2 separate regions of the Gossypium hirsutum genome follow, and region 2 is linked to region 1. A link is a contact called in public Hi-C data. All regions are on one chromosome and are shown on one strand. Each heading gives the region's core, a stretch centred on a gene start, on an enhancer-like site or on the middle of the called end of the contact. The rest is flanking DNA. Distances are from core to core; before and after follow the strand shown.

Region 1 (5,303 bases), core at 1,519-4,018:
TTCAAGATGCTTGCAGCACAAGCAAAGTTTTAAAACATTGGGGTGATTGAACCCTCCTTTACCTTAATAAGCACGAAAATTCTAATCAAGAAACATATATCGGGACTAGTTGGAACAAATTTGTTTGAGTTCTTACAATTGAATCATTCAAATTATGCCACGTATCTGGAGAGGACCGAATGTAACAAACGTAATGTCCTGAAGTAGGGTTGTATCCAGAGTGCTTCACAACTGCATATAACTGATACTTCAGTTCCTCCTATCACAAAACGAGCACAAACAATACGAGTTTAGCAGTTTTGAACACTAAAAAAGTGGTATGACTAATCAAAATAGACCATATAAAGCCGACCCCAAAGCAAATGGTGCTACTCACATTATTACTTGTCTGATTGACATTAGTGTAAGGCTGCAAATCCAACTCTAATGGGAAAACAACGTGCTTGTCGATCTTCTTGACGTAGGTTGCTTTAGTCTTAAATCTCTTCAAGTGGAATGCTGCAACCGAAGGAGCCTGGTCTAGCATAAGTTGTTTTTCAACGGACACCTTGTCTTCACAATTCTCACACCTGAACTTTGCAACCAGATCATCTATCTTTTCCACCTTGGTGAAAGACTCTAAAGCACTCAGAAGGGTGTCAACATCTTCGATCTCCAAACTCAAATCAATCAAGGGCTCGTAACTGTAAGAAATGTGACCACAATTGCAACAGCATAGCTAAAACCATCAAAGTAAAGGTATAATCAATAAAAGACTACATTTCTCACTTACTTAGAAATGGCTAGTCGAGATCAATTTGGCATTGTTCCTTACTTTTCTAACAAGTTGACCACCAAAAACCTTCTTAACTAAGCAAATATCCGGAGAAGACGAACAATCATCCTTTAGCTTTAAGTCCAAGCAACATTCTTCAAGCCTATTTAACAAGCACTGAAGGAACTCGTGAGCATCCTCTTGTTGATATCTCTCGAAACTAGGTGAGATATCTGGATTTCATGTGTCAAGAATTACAATTAATAAAGAACTCTTTTCGATAGCAATTTGATAACAAATATGGCAATTTCATCAAATTACAAAAGTTAAGCCTAACTACAAAATTCAATGCTGGAACAATAATTAACTATTTAACCAGAAATTAACAAGCAAATGATAAAATAAAAACAATAAAAAGAAAAGGATACAGCTCAAATTGTCAAAAATTTTAGATGGTGAAACAACTCCTCCAGATGAATTCAATGAAAGCTCAATGTGATCATGAACAGCACAAAGTAAACAAAAGCTATTAATATTCCCTGACAAATCCAACAAAACTAAATAGTTAGAAACCCCGAAAGGATACACATACACGTACACATATACATATAGGATTCACATGGCTGCAAATCATACCATCAACAATAGCACATTTAGGAAAAGAATCATCTATCCCTCATATCCTTCATGTCCATGACATGGTTAGAATTATGTTGCATTGCAATATACGTACATATATACATACAAATACATATAGAATTCACTAGGCTGCAAATCATACCACCAACAACAACACATTTACGAAAAGAATCATCTATCCCTCATATCCTTCATGTCCATGACATAATTAGAATTATGTTGCATTGCGATGTACGTACTTGTACACATACACATACACATACACATACATATACATGTATATACATATACACCAAAGGCGAAGACAGGGGGCAGGCACTGGCCTTGGCCCCCCAAAAATGGTAAATTTGCTACAGAGGCCCTTCAAGTTTTGTCAAATCAGAAGTTAGTATAATGGTAAAATTATACTTTGACCCCCAAAAAGTTATTATTCATTTCTGGCCCCTAAAGTAATTTTTTGGCTTCACTCCTAATATACACATACACATACAAAAGGTTAAAGGAAAGAGTTCTTACGATGACAAGGCTTCTCATGATGATTCAAAGACCGAAGACCCAAAACAAAAGGAACAGTATGAGTAAAACATTGTAACACGGCATTGATAAAACATGTGTTACCCAAATTTTCCAGCCCTGCACCCTACAAAATCCAATATCCAAAATGTTCAATTATTCAATCACCATTCAACCAACATATACATACGCACATGAATAATATAAACATACCACTCCAGTTGGTTCATTTGCAATTCTAAAACCTTCATTAGAAGGAACCCAAGGATCATGGGGTTGCTTAGAATCATAAGGGAGTAAAGCTAGAATCTGAGACAATTCGTATTCATCAGAAGAAGACGAAGGGGGTTGTTGATACGTTAACGAAAGCACGTTCAGACCTTCAGGAGTCACCGCCGTTTCATCTACGAGGAAGCTTTCTAACATGGTGGCAAGATCAAGGGAATCATTAACAGCCACCATTGGAGAAAAAGATGATGACCCAGATAAAGAACCGGGCACTAGAGACGGAACCTGATCGATTTTAGAAGGAGAAAGATCATTTGGTTTATCAGTATACGTTTGGGTTTCCATAGAAAGACGGTAATAAAAGCTTGCAACGAGTTTCGACAGAAAAAAAAAAAAGGAGTTTCGAGGAGATTAAGAATTATGTATCTCCAAAAGAAACGAACTTTGGAATCCCCAATCTTGCTGGAATAATTAAGAAGAATAATGGGGTTTTCTTGGAGAACAATTTTGAAAGGGGGAGGGAAATCTTTTAAGCCGCCATTTCTTTGGTTTTCTTCTCCATTGACTGCATAAAAAAATAGACTGCTTACTGTAGGCGGTAGATAAACAGAGAGAACTGAATAGATTGTTTTGACTTTTGAGTTTTGGTCAAACCCTCTATTTTTTTAGGGTTATTTTTTTTGTTTCCCTTTTTAGCTTTGTCGGTTAAAGAAATTTATTATAAAATTTAAGATTTCTTTTTTTATATTTTATCAATGTTGTTGAAATTAAATAGGTGGTTTAATTGGTCCAACCGGAAATCGGTTGATGTCAATATTATTTAAATTTGATCAGATGTTAATTCGGGTATTGATTCAGATAAATATTTTAGATCGAATGAGTTGGGAATTAATATAGACCAATTGAATCGAGGTAAAAAACTGGTTGAATCAATGATTGAACTAGTTGAATCGATTTTTAACATTTTTTTAATTTTATTAATTTTTTGAATTATTTATTTAAACAATTTAACAAAAAAAATACTTTGACTGATTCAATCATCGGTCCAATTTAAAAAAGCTTAATGAGTGTATCAATTTAGACAATATTATTGAACTGAAAATCAAAACCAATTGTACTAGTTAAAAAATATCATAATCGAGTTTAACCAAAATAACACCCAAATAATTTTTTTTAGCTTATATCGATAAACCCAAATCCAAGCCCAAATATCCTAAACCGATAAACTCAACAAAGAATGGTAGGTATATCAATCAAAATTTTAAAAATAACATAACTTAATCGAATTAAATCGAGATCTTATACATTATTAATAATAAATTTTAATTTTTTTTTTAATTTTTTGAATAGTTGGTGTCTAAATACAATTTAAGACCCATAAAACTGAGTTAGGTGAAATGAAGTTTGGGCTTGAAGCCCACATTTTCCTTGTTCCAAACCCAAAATTATTATCCAACCCCTAAATAAGCCCTAAGATCAAAATACCCAATTTTCATCTTTGATTGATACTCTCTCCTTTTCCATTATTTGCTCTCCACACTTCAATAGCCGGACTCTTCTCTCTTCTTTCAAAGGAAGGGGTTTTTTTCCCTATTAGGCGATCACCATGGATGAACAGCCATCTGCTTCAAAATCAAGAACACAAAAATCCAAAAAGAGGAGCAGAGATGGTAATCAAAATCCTGGTGGGGCAAAACATGAGAATTTGCAAGTAAAAATCCAACTTTTTCAAGACCAACCAAACAAGATTCCACCTTTAGTTGCTTATTTCCCATCTGGTTACAACCCTCAAACTCAACAACGACAAGATGAAGAAGAACCCAATAACCAGAACAACTCACCCAAGGTGCCGAAGGTCAAGGTTTTTAGAAACATGGCTCAAAGAAAGGGTAATAGGCTTCAAGTTGTGGTTAGCCCTGGTGGGTCAAATGTGGATTTTGTTGGGTCAAGTTTTACAGGTGAGGCTGCTGCTGCACAAGTTTGTAGGTACTCACTTGGGGTTCTTGATAAAGAGGCTGAGACTCTCAAAATTATCCCTATTGCTACTAATAAGGTAACATCTTTTCTATGTATACGTATGTATGTGTATTCTCTCATTTGTATAACTACTAGCCGTAAGTTATATAATGGAGATGTATGTCTATGTGTATGTGTATTCTCTTATTTGTGTAACTACTGTTCCTTAAGTTATATAATGTATGTGTATGTGTATGCTCTTATTTGTGTAACTACTGGCCTTAAGTTATATAATGTATGTGTATGTGTGTGTATGTGTATGTGTATGTGTATGTGTATGTGTATGTGTATGTGTATGTGTATGTGTATGTGTATGTGTATGTGTATGTGTAACTACTGGCCCTTTAAGTTATATAATGGAGATGTTTGTGGTAAGGGAAATCATGTTGCTATCGAACAAGATGTTTATTATGGTTTTTAGTTAATGTAATCGGCTTTGCATGGTTTAATTGTAGATATTTAGATTGGAACCTAGAGTTAGAACTGCCGAGACTGCTAATGAAGAAGCTTCGAATTCCACAAAAAGTGAACTTACTGCCAATAGAATGGACAAGCTGGGAGAGCTTACTGCACTTTACGGAACAAAGAGAGAGAGAAAGAAGGTTTGGCCTTTTCATATTTCTTGGTTCTTGAAGTGTAATTATAGATTCACATATATAATTGATTGGCTTTCTGATATATCGGCTTAAGTGGTAATGCAATTGGTTACATTCATAGTTATACATAGAAATACCTAATCGTTTTTTTTTTTATTATGTAAATATGAGTACAACCAAATGATACTTTTAGTACTATTACAAGGTTCTAACATCTCGTATAATGCAGAGGAAGGACGCCATCAATTTGAAGAAGGAAGTTGATTCTGAATCACAAAAATCTTTAGACAAGAAGATCGAGGAAGTTGCCTTTGACAAGGAGGCATTGGCAAACACCAGTTCCCTTATTGCTCGTAACATCCCTCCACACAATGTTTCTGCTACTACACCCCTAGAAGCTTACCCGCTCGACAAGATTATTCTCAAAGGCGACTGGGATTTTCTTGGAGATATTTATAAGCTTTGGCAAGGTGGTGAAAAAGTAGCCACCAATGCTTATCCGCACTTTGTTTGCAACAGAATCCGAAAATTGGATGCAATTAAGGTAATGCTACGAG
Region 2 (5,303 bases), core at 929-3,428, 140 kb before region 1:
ATCAAGTAGAAATTGACATCATGTTTGTTTACTTTTGGGTCACCTTGAGACATAGGGTGAGCAAAAGTTGGTTCAAACCGGTTTAACCCATGGTTTTTGGTTAAGCCGGTTCAGTCAGTTACGATAGTTAAAGATAATCTTTTATGTAAGTCAGTTATCAGTCATGAATTTTTATAATTGAATTGATAGATTTAACCAATTTCAAATAAATATGTAATTTAGGAAAAAAGGTCTTTCCAGTCCCTATCAATTTCGATATTGAGCAAATCAGTTCCTCTAAAAAAATCTAAGCAATTTAGTCCCTGTCAATTTCAAAAGTAAGTAGTTAAGGATAATTAATCACATCGTTAATGTTTTTCATAATGTTTTTGTAAATGCCGAGATTAAATTTATTAAATTTTTTAAAACTAAGACTAAACTAACAAAATATATAAACATCAAAAGCTGATGAAAACTAAAGTGAAAAAATATTTTTTTATGAAAATATATAAGCCACCATGTGGCATTCTCTAATTTGTTGGAAATTTCTTTTAACGTCAATTAACTTTTTAGACTAAACATCATGATAGAAGAATATTTTAAGTATCAAATTGGGATAAAAAAAAGCTTAGGTATCAAAGTGAAAAAATAAATATACTTGGGAAGTCAAATCACAAATTAAGCCAAATTAAAAATTCTGCTATATTAGTTGTCACATCATCAAAATTTTAAAAAAAGTCAATTATCATGATTGATTGTACTATTTAATTAAAAACTTAATTGATTTTTAAATTATTTTTGATAATTTTTTTTAATATTGTATTTCAATTATTTAATTGAACCAAACAGATTGATACTCAAATAATTTAAATAAAAAACTTTGATTTTAACTTTTCTACAGTATATCTCTTCTTTGTTAGTGCTCAACTAAAACCTATTTAGGTGTAATTTATTTCTCCAAGTAAAAAAGTTAAATACAGGGTTTAGATTTGCAGTCACAAATGCAAATTAGTGCTCTTAATTTTCGATGCAAATTGAAAAAACTCGTTAATTTGAAAACCCCCAAAATAAGCCTCTGATCAAACGATTGGAGAAACCCTAAAACTACAAAGAAAAAGGCCCTCAAAATTGACGAATCCTTTATCGCAATTCAAAAGTGCCATTCACAAAAGGGTGATGAAGAAGCTCATCCACTGTCCCTCTGTTTCTCCAATCTTTCTCCAGACACCTTCTCACAAAGCTCCTAAAATATGGCGAAACCGTTTCCGGCATCTGCGGCCTTTCTCCGAAGCATATAGCGCACATCAATGCTGCCCAGTCGGGTTTTTCTCCGAGACCAATTAACGGATAACGACCGACACAACATTCCAACACCACCACGCCTAGCGACCAAATATCGCCAACGAAACCATCAGCATTACCCCCATTCCACCTCTCAGGATCGACCCTCTCAGGGCTCATGTAAGCGCATGTTCCCATGAACGTATCGTAGGCATTCCGTGTGCCTACGACAATCTTACTCACTCCAAAATCTGCAATCTTCACTTCTCCTTTCCCATTTATCAATAGGTTCGATGGTTTTATATCACCATGCACGATTTGCATTCCATGTAGGTATTGTAACCCTCGCAAGACACTTCGGGCTATCCCCGAAATTACATCTTCAGGCAAATTTGCCCTCACCCGAAGTTCGTCGTATAACGATCCTCTTTCCATATGTTCCATTACGAAACAAAGCTCTCCTCCAATAGTATCGAACACCGCGAAGCATTTCACAACAAATTGCGAATCAACCCTTTTCAAGATTTCAGCTTCGCATGCCGCTTGATGTCTTATGGCGGTGTTTTGATCAAAACGAAGCACTTTCAACGCGTAAACAGATGAGCTTTTACGGTTCCGGACTTTGTAAACAGTGCCACCATTGCCATGGCCGATAACCGAGAGCCTTTCAAGGTCAGAGAGGCTTTCGATGTCTGGAGATGTTGGACCAATGGCAGATAGCAATGCCGTGTAATGAGACTGTTGCAGGAAATCGGCTGCCGGCAATGGTGGTAGAGATAATCGGAGTCCCTGTTGGTGCCTTCTCTCCCTAACTAGTGCCATTTTCACACTTGTAAGAAACAATAATGAATGATAGATCAAAATCAATCTAAGAAGTATAAATACAAGAGATGTTATGCTGGGCAGTGATAACTCCATGATCTATGGAACTGTATGTTATGTGAACCTTTGTTAGTTCTGGTACTAACACGTGTCTTTTTATCTTTTTTTGGGGTTTTTTTTGTAAGATATAAATGTATTCTCTCTAGTAACAAGATGCCAATTTTCATGGATAATCGTTAAACAGTAAACATGTGCTTCTAAAATTAAGATCTCAAATGAAAAATAAGGGGAAGAGATTTTTATTTCAGCAAATAATGATAATAATAATAATAATTAGACAAGAGGTCCCTAAACTATAATATAGATTTTAAGTAGGTCCTCCATTGACCTAGCTGTTAGCTTAGACATTACATGCTAATTCGAAACATTTAAAATACAAGGATCAAATTCAAGACATATATATATACGTACGCATGGATAGCTTAGATCTATCATATTAAAAAAAATAACCCTCCTAAATTTTAATACAATATCTATTTTTTTAACATACTAGACACAAGTTGTCCAGGTATAAACATGTTTAAACTTTGATCCACATATTCTAAATATGCACCATGATACAATAGGCTAATAGAAAGACTTGATTGATACACTACCAATATACGTTTGGCATTTGAGAAATAAATTAAAATCGAAAGCATAGTTCGGGGACATCTAATGTAATTAACCAAAAGAAAAAACTTTAACCACACAAGGGATGTAAGCAAATATTAGTAGTAAGGTAAGGTGAGAGAGTTAATAGGATCACAACGCGAAATGGAAGGCCAAACCATGTAGCAGTCCTTATTCCCCATTAACAACTATAACAAAAGCTTGCTAAATAAATCAAACTTCAAAAAGTTACGAATATAAGACAATCAAGTATCAACTTCATGCAATAGTCCTACTATCTAAAAGCCTTTCATTGCCTGCCCCAAAGAATAAGAACAAATGTATATGCAGTGTAATATTGCATAATGTGCCCCTTTTAAACTACATTTTTTGTGTCTAAAAATATATTTTTTAATATTTTTAAAAAAAGAAAAAAGAAAAAAAAAAAGAAGAGGAAATGAGGGTCTTGTGCAATGTCTAATTTTCTACAGATTTCATGCTTGATACAATCATATTCTAATCATTTACAAAAATAATCCAACATTGTAACAGTTAAACTGATAGGAACACTCATGGAACAAGCCACAAACAGAAACCCATGCCAGGCTATATATACATAAAAGGTAAAAGTATCATGGAGACACTTGAATTAAGAGCCAAATTGCATTTTACTCCTTTACTCAAAAATTGAACAAATTAGTCTCTATACATTAAATTAGAGAGCAAATTGGTCCTTTCTATTAAAAATTTCATCCATTTCTATTGTCAAAAACTGACATGACTGACAAAATAATCAAATAACACCACGTCTACCTCATTCTAACACACAGGGACCAATTTTTAACAGTAAAAAGAGATAAAAAGAGATAATGAAGGCATTAATCATTTTCTGACGCCTAAAATAAGAGGATCATGTGATTATAAAAGTAAACAAATATAACTTTCGCGTTTACCTAAAATAAATGAAAGGTAATGTACATTTTGGTACAAAGGCTTATGACCTGTTGTTATCAGATCCAAGAAGACCCATTTGTTCTGTAAGATTATCCATATACTGAGATTCGTCCCATCCTTTGTCCATTGGCTGCCCTTCATTTCCCTCGCCTTTACTATCCATTGGCGTTGATTCAATATCCTCAGGCCCTGGACTTGGCACAAGAAGGTCTTCCCAAAAGGCATCTATGTCAGGAAGGTCATCAAGTTGTAAGGGAATTGAGCCATTTACAACTAATGTAGAGGGATCGATAAATCCACCATTCCCAGTTTCAGATTCCACGTAATTTTCTGCTGGCATATCAACAATGCTTTCTTGGACCATTTCCGGCATTTCAGAAACCTCAGGCATACTTATATCTGTCTGAGGAATGGACATGGCTGCTGGCTTTTGTGCTCCAACAAGTGCACTCATATCTGGAAATCGCGATGTTGTAATTTCTTCGGAGGATGTTGTACATGGGGAAGGTTGTATTTCAGATATTGCAGCTGAGGGACTATGCCCTGGAATCCATGAAGTAGCTGGCACATACGTTGAACACCCTGAAGTTGGTGGGACCTCTTTAAGAGTCACCCCTGAAACACGGCTTGCAGAGTTACCACCATCCAATCCACTGGATGCAGACACATCATCACCGATCAGGAAATTTTCATGATTGTTGTTAAAGGAGTCCAGCCTGGGAGAGGAATCCCCTTTCATAATCTGCCTCAGCATTTCTTTCGCCTCATTCAAAGGTTGATATTTAATAATCTGTCCATCAGATGCAGCAGAAGTATCATTACCATCCTGCTTGAGCCTCCTTTTCTTGTTGGCTTCACTTATGCGCCTATTGCTCTCATTTTGTTGCTGGACAAATTGAGCCAAAAAGCCAGGGCTCTGCATAGCCTTTGCTAAGAATGACATCATCTGCTGCTGACGCTGCTCCATCCCCTGAAGACGTTGCACCATGACCTGCAGCTGGTTATCAGTAGCCTGTTGCTGCTGCCTCAACCTAACAAGTTCCTGCATAAGCACATTCTTGTCTCTCTTAAGCCTCTCAACCTCTTCCTCAAGCCCGAATTTCCCAACCTCAACACAGGCATCCACAGATGAACTCTGTCCATGTGATTGCTGTGTCTGCTGATGACCGTGGCCATGAGCTGGCTTTCGCCGGCTAATGTTTCGAAGTAGGTGTTTCTGACCTCTTAAAAATCCCTCATTTGCAAATTCCCAACGGTCTGGATCAACTTTTCGAAAACCCTGTAAAAACACAGGGACAAGAACAAAATAATTTGGGGAAAAGCAGATCACTCAGAATAATTGTTACTAAAACATAACACTAAGTAACTAAAGTAGGTATGAAGCAAATGTCACTGCCAATTAGAAGAATAGATTTCATGTCCATCATATGATTCCATTCTCCCTTAAAATGCCAAAGCTTTCAAGGCAATACCATTCAACAATAAATCATACTTGGTTTCAGAATTCAGCAGCTGCAAGCAACTTGTCTCAGCTTCTGAGTCATGGTGCAAGTATCAGACAATTAACACCATTTTATATACATTTTCACCAAAACTTTGTAAGTGAAAAAAACATT

Evidence for each region. Hi-C and Micro-C count contacts between places; a contact is called where the count stands out from the background.
Region 2: a contact with region 1 is called in a Hi-C map of leaf, with 3 times the contacts expected there. The contact joins the promoter of LOC107938588 here to the promoter of LOC107939754 in region 1. A contact is called at or near these places in 5 of 34 Hi-C or Micro-C datasets (hypocotyl and leaf).

What each region holds. Positions count from the first base shown.
Region 1 is chrD03:54,509,236-54,514,538 of Gossypium_hirsutum_v2.1, reverse strand. LOC107939754 (ubiquitin carboxyl-terminal hydrolase 20) reads right to left here and starts at 2,768. Exons shown (of 7, transcript XM_041090633.1): 1 at 2,120-2,768; 2 at 1,910-2,033; 3 at 815-987; 4 at 377-718; 5 at 137-259. The coding sequence starts at 2,479. LOC107939764 (DNA-directed RNA polymerase I subunit rpa49) reads left to right here and starts at 3,618. Exons shown (of 4, transcript XM_016873133.2): 1 at 3,618-4,187; 2 at 4,606-4,752; 3 at 4,976-5,290. The coding sequence starts at 3,741.
Region 2 is chrD03:54,653,320-54,658,622 of Gossypium_hirsutum_v2.1, reverse strand. LOC107938588 (mitogen-activated protein kinase kinase 10) reads right to left here and starts at 2,178. Exons shown (of 1, transcript XM_041090642.1): 1 at 1-2,178. The coding sequence starts at 2,178. The coding sequence ends at 1,120. It overlaps LOC107938587 (heat shock factor protein HSF8-like), which reads right to left. Exons shown (of 2, transcript NM_001327418.1): 2 at 3,728-4,966. The coding sequence ends at 3,728.